Linked DNA regions of Pan troglodytes: region 2 is linked to region 1. Evidence: chromatin contacts called from public HiChIP or PLAC-seq data. All regions are on one chromosome and are shown on one strand. The core of a region is the stretch at or near the end of the contact, and the rest is flanking DNA. Distances in the headings are between cores, read along the strand shown.

What was found. HiChIP or PLAC-seq counts read pairs in DNA pulled down with a chosen protein or histone mark.
Region 2: an H3K4me3 HiChIP or PLAC-seq map of stem cell-derived excitatory neurons shows a contact between it and region 1, with 11 times the contacts expected there. The contact joins the promoter of RFC5 here to the enhancer-like site in region 1. A contact is called at or near these places in 4 of 7 Hi-C or Micro-C datasets (blood, induced pluripotent stem cells and stem cell-derived neural progenitor cells), 1 of 1 datasets of contacts at active chromatin or transcription factors (stem cell-derived excitatory neurons) and 1 of 1 other capture datasets (stem cell-derived neural stem cells).

Annotation. Positions count from the first base shown.
Region 1 is chr10:124,678,951-124,682,037 of NHGRI_mPanTro3-v2.0_pri, reverse strand. All of the region lies in intron 1 of KSR2 (kinase suppressor of ras 2), which reads left to right. Among named protein-coding and RNA genes, the nearest start is that of KSR2, 93 kb to the left of the region's middle. Within about 2 kb of position 1,702, at least 13 of the 24 cell types and tissues checked have an H3K27ac peak or open chromatin away from gene starts, as enhancers often do. A contact at or near this core is called in stem cell-derived excitatory neurons and stem cell-derived neural stem cells, where this site is marked.
Region 2 is chr10:124,818,736-124,821,911 of NHGRI_mPanTro3-v2.0_pri, reverse strand. RFC5 (replication factor C subunit 5) reads right to left here and starts at 1,427. Exons shown (of 13, transcript XR_010147794.1): 1 at 1,215-1,427.

The sequences.
Region 1 (3,087 bases), core at 453-2,952:
GTGCCTGATTCCGTAGGCTTGGGTTGGGGCTGAAGCTGGGGCTTGGCATGTGTATTTTTAACAAGCTCCCCAGGTGATCTTGCTACAAGCTCAAGTTTGACAACTTTGAACTGTGCTATGGAAAAATAAGGAAGGGGACAGGCTTGGGGGCAGCCTCCCTCCTTGTTTTTATCCATGTGACCTTAGGCAAGTTCCATTGTTACTCTGTGCTTCTTTTTCTCATCTCCAAAATGGGAATAATATGGTTCTTAGCCCTTAGAGTGCATATGACAATTAGATAATATTCATAAAGCACTTAGCACATAGTAAGTGCTCAATAAGACTTAGCTATGATTGTGATTATGAATATATTTTATAATAATTTATCAGTAGCAGCGTTATTAACACAAAGCAGTAGGCACAGGGCTAGCATATAAAAACTATCAACAAATGTGAGTTTTATTATTATAAATATATAATACAGGTTGAGCATCCCTAATCCAAAATTTAAAAAGTAAAATGTCCCATAATCGGAAACTTTTTTTTGAGATGGAGTCTTACCCTGTCGCCCAGGCTGGAGTGCAGTGGTGCGATCTTGGCTCACTCCAACCTCCACTTCCCGAGCTCAAGCGATTCTCCTGCCTCAATCTCCCAAGTAGCTGGGATTACAGGCACCCACCACCATGCCCAGCTAATTTTTGTATTTTTAGTAGAGACGGGGTTTCACCATGTTGGCCAGGCTGGTCTCGAACTCCTGACCTCAAGTGATCCACCTGCCTTGGCCTCCCAATAATCGGAAACTTTTGAGCACTGGCATGACATCACAAGTGGAAAATTCCACACATAAAAACTTAACACAAACTTTGTTTAATGCAACACATTAAAAATACTGTACAAAATTACCTCCAGTCTATGTGTATAAGGTGTATATGAAACATAAATGAATTTCGTGTTTAAACTTGGGTCCCATCCCCAAGATAGCTCATGATGTATAATGCAAAGATTTCAAGACCTGAAAAAAATCTGAAATCTGAAACATGTCTGATCCCAAGTATTTCAGATAAGGGATACTCAACCTGTGTATGTTGCATAATATAAATATTGTTTTATATATATATAAATATATATTTCAAATTATGTATTATATATGAATTATCACATATGGGAGATCTATGACTACTATGATGACATTATACAGTATACATATATAGTATAAATATGACATAATGTATTATTGTGTAAATGTTAAAATTATAAGGATCGTGTAAGGAAGTTATTACTACTAGACCTGCTGTCTAGTAAGTGCTCATTAAATATATAAACCCTTTTTTCTATTGTTTGTAATATCCATCAGCAGTAATAACGTAGAGAAAAGGAAAAACCATCAGCAATAGTGAGGCAGTGGAGAGGGGGGCTCTTCCTTCCTGCAGAGGCAGCTGCCTGTGTTCCAGCATTCGGCGGGACTGCCCCAGACTGTTGGGTCCCTCTGCCTGGCCTCAGGGATCCGGTTCTCATTGGGATCCAGGGCTGGGGAGAGAAGGAAGGGCGCCTCTCCCAGGCCTCCAGCCCTCCCTCAGCAGGGGATTTTCCTGTGGATGCAAATTGGCCGGTTACTTGAGACGTTCTCCAGTCAAATAATTCTCTCCCCCGTCAGCTGGGCCGCCAAGCGCCAGGGATGTTATGACAATGGTCGCCCTGGCAACGGCGGGAAGGCGTCGGGGCTGCTGGCTGTGGCTGCCGCGATTTCATTACCCGCACGGGGTCTGATCACCCGAGAACCTTAATAACACAACCAGGGACCCGGTCCTGCAGGTGCACTGTGCCCGCTTGGAAAAGGACTTGGGATTTATTTTTAGTGGCCTGGCGTTTAACCACCAAGGATGTTGGTTTATTGAAAGACCAAGAAAAATGTATTGAGCACCGACTGTATGCCAGGCACGGATCTGAACGCTGGGGAAATGACAGGCAAAGCCCGTGCTCTCTTGAGCTGACATGATGGGTGTGTGGTGGTGGTGGGGGGGAGGCGTAACCATGGAAACCAATAAACAGGATGATTTGTGAGATAGCAAAGTGCCACCAAGGAAAGAAAGCAGGGCGGCGTGATGGTGGCATTGAGAGGAGCTTGGGCAGAGGTGACACCTGAAGAAACGGAAAGGGCTGTTTATGCCTAAAGCTGACAGAAGAGCTCTAGCCGGTGGGACAAGCAAGTTCAAAGGCTGGAGCTCTTTGCTGCTCATGTGTACCTTTAGGGAGAAGCCAGCGATTATGGGGTGCTGACGGGCAGTCCTGAGGGACACAGAGGGCTCTGGAGCCTGCCTCTGTATATGTGTGACCATAAGGGCAGCCCTGTTCCATTACTGAGCCTCAGTTTTCTCGTGTGTAAAATGGGCTGAGAGCCAAGCCCCTTCCCTTGGCGCTGCTGCGAGGTTTACACCAGGGATGGTTCTTGCAAGGGCCTGGTCCCTAGAAGGCCCCCATGGTGTCCTGCATTCCCTCCCAGCTTTCACGGACTCCGCTTTCGTTCCAAAAAAAAAAAAAAAAAAAAAGCACCTAAGGGGTGAGGATTTGGAGCTCTGTCAAACCCAACGGCCAGGACGTTCCCGGAGGTCTCTGGTTTGGATTTGGGTTTAGATTCGGAGTGAAAAGTTCCCCATTTCACATTAGGGATTTCAGACACAATTATTTTTAGCTCTGTCACATGTCTTGACTTTTTGATTTTTTTTTTTTTTTTTTGTTTATGCTGCTAAATTTACCGCCATGCTAATACAGAGTACAGTAATAAGGCGCTGCGGATGCTCGGATGGGCCAAGGCCTGAAAAATTTTCCATCTGTCGTGGAAGGTGCCAGGCTGCCCCCTGGTGTGGAGATGGAAAATTACACCTCCGGGCTCCAGCTCTGTCGGATTTCCGCAACCTGTGATCCCTCTAACCCCAGGCCCAGGGGACCTTACTCTACACCTGGGCAGTGCAGAGTCAGACGGTGGGCTCGGCTTAGATGTGCTATTTCCAAAAGTCCTGTGTTTCTTTATTTGAAGATGGAACCTTTGGGTTTTTTTTTTTTTCTTCTCCTTCAGTTTGGCTCTGCATGGACTTGAATTGAGGTCGACCT
Region 2 (3,176 bases), core at 178-2,677, 140 kb before region 1:
CTGAGTGAAAGAAACCAGACACAAAAGGCCACATAGTGTAGGATTCCACTTACATGAAATGTCCAGAATAGGCAAATCCATAGATAGAAAGCAGATTAGTGGTTGCCAGGGGCTAGAGGAAGGGGAGAATGGGGAGTAACTGTCAATGGGTACAGGATTTCCATTTGGGGTGATGAAATTTTGGAACTAGATAGCGGGAAGACTCCACAACAGTACACTGCATTCTGAATGTACTTAATGCCACTCAATTGTACATTTTAAAATGGTTACAGGATGGGCTTGGTAGCTCGCCTCTAAAAGTCCCAGTTCTTCGGAGGCTGAGGCAGGAAAATGGCTTGAACCCCAATGTTTGAGGTTACACTGAGCTGTGATCACACCACTGCGCTCCAGCCTGGGCGACAGAGCAAGACCCTGTCTCTAAAAAAATAAATACGTAAATACATAAAATAGTTACAACTGTCAATCTTCTGGGTTTTTTTTTAACCACAATAAAGACAAATTGAACTAGTTACTAGACAATGACAACTTGCAGCTTTTCGAAGCCAAGTCAAATTGCTTCAAAGTCTTGGAAGCATTGCGAGAACATAGCTGTTTAAGTAGGATGGTTAAGAGTACAAGATCTGAATTCAGACTTCCTAGATTCACCTCCAAGCCAATTTTCTCCCTTGGACCATAGGGAAGTCATTACATCTTTCTAAAATGCAGTTTCCTCCTGTGTAAAATTTGAGGCGGTGCCTACCTCCTACGGTCTTTGTAAGGATCGAACATCTAACAGGGCGTCTGCTAATCTAATAATATGCCATTCAATAAAAGTTGACCAGGGAGCGTTATTACTAGTTTAAAATGTGACCAATAGTCGCATCGCAGGTTTTGAAGAGTGGGAAGAGGGCATTTTGGCATGGAGGCCATTGCAGGTGTCAGGAGACGCGGGATCGAACCCCTGTGCTGTCACCAGGTGCGAAAGCCGCCTTCTTCTTCGGCAAATGGAGCTGGGGGTGAAAGGGTGAGAACTGGCAAAAGTCCTAAACAGAACGGACGAGTCTGGGTAGCTGGGGGGTGTCGGGGGAAACCTCTGCAGCTCGGTCCCGGCTGCAGGCCTGGGGACGACGGGAAGAGGTCGGGTTGGGGTCCGGTCACCTGCCACCCCAGCCACCTCCTCCCCGCGCGGCCGCCTGGCCCCCTCTGCCCACCGCCGCCGCTCGGCCTCCTCCTACCAGGGCAGGTTCCTGATCTTGGTCGCCGCGGGCTGCTCCTGCTGCTTGAGTGCTGAGGTCTCCATGGCGGGGAGACGAAGGTGACCAGATCCGCTGAGATCGTCGCGTCACCCAAGCGCCTGCACAGTGACCAGCCGCGACCTGACCCTGAGACCCTGGCACTTACAGTTCGCGCGCAAAAGCAACTCTCGCGAGACGCGGCCACCAGTTTCCGACTTCCTCCCTCGGTCCCGCCCCCTCGCGTTGCTAGGGCGTCGGTTGCTAGGTTACCGGAGGCGCGGGCCGCCAGCCTCCCTCCAAGCTCCGCCCCTCCAGCCTGCTCTGAACTCTCAGATACCCAGGCGCTTCCAGAGCAGGGCAGCGGCAGAGGCAGGGCCCCCTGCAGCCCCAGTCATCATTACATATTAAGATCTCAAGGCTAAAGCCAATTCCTGCCATCGCCAAGCTTCAAACACTTAAATTCAAAGGAACAAAAGCTGCCGGGGCTCAAAAAAAAAAAAAAAAATCTAAGAAAAAAAACAACCCCGAGTAAAACGGCTGGGTCTTGAATATAGATGCCTTTGCGAAAGAAGGCTTGAGATACCTCTCGGCCCCCAAGCTGGGAGGTGAATATTTGGAAATGTAAAACAACCCCAAACAAACACAACTGCAACCCACCTATCTCCGGAATCCGTGCCCCTCGCCCAAAAAATTTAGGGAACCAACCTCCAGAAAACGACTCCAGAGAAAAACAAACAGAAACTTCCAGTTGGGTTAATCTGTGTCGCTGGAAGGGTCTAGTTCATGAACACAGAGGACAGGGTCCTTGTGATCTGAGATACTGAGGAGAATCGATATCAACATTTTAGGTTTTTTTCCTGAGGCGAGGAGAATTCTAGATCACTTTTATTTTCTTCTTTTTTGTTGGTCTGTATTTTCTTTTCTTTTTTTTGGTGTCTTGCTCTGTCACCCAGGCTGGAGTGCAGTGGCGCTATCTCGGCTCACTGCAACCTCTGCCTCCCGGGTTCAAGCGATTCTCTGCCTCAACCTCCGGAGAAGCTGGGACTACAGGCGCGCGCCACCACGCCTGCCTAATTTTTGTATTTTTAGTAGAGATGGGATTTTGCCATGTTGGATAGGCCGGTCTCGAACTCCTGACCTCAAGTGATCCACCCGCCTCAGCCTCCCAAAGTGCTGGGATTACAGGCGTGAGCCACCGCGCCTGGCCTGGTCTGTATTTTCCAGCAATGAGCATGCAAAGCATCCATATTGAAGTCTTTTCTTTTTTTTTTTTTCTTTTAACATGATGAGGAAGACAAAAATCCTGGGAGGATTTCTGAGGCTGGCCTGGGGTCAGCAGTGTTCTGATTAGGAGGTAGCAATACTCTTTGCATAGGATTACATCACTGTCACCTGCTTCAGGAACACAGCAGAGGGACAGTGGCAAGTATGTGATGGCAGTTATGGCTTCACCCTAGCCCCTGCCTGGGGACCCCGAAGAAGGGGATCAGCTAGGGCTTGTGATGTGACAGTGCCCCTACTCTGCTTGCTCCCAGGAAACTTTAACACTGGGGGCTTAGATCATTAGCATGCCATTTTAAAACTTTTCTTTCTTTCTTTTAAGATAAAACTGGTTTTATTCATTTTTATCTCCAGGAAGGGAATCATAAATGATTAACAAGTTTTTCTTAAATACTAAGGCTAAAAATCAGCACATGTTTACAATTAATTTGCTGACACATGCTGAGGTGAGATATAGATGCCTCTGAATTAAAGTTATAGAAACACATTAAATATTTGTCATGTATTGCCAAATTCTGGGGTCTTTGAACACTCCTGGGGTTTTGTTCTGTTTCATTTTTGAGAGAAGGTCTCACTATGTCACCCAGGCTGGAGTGCAGTGGCACAATCACGGCTCACTACACTCTCTAACTCCCCGGCTCAAGTGATCTGCCTGCCTTGGGCCTCTTAAAGTGCTGGGAT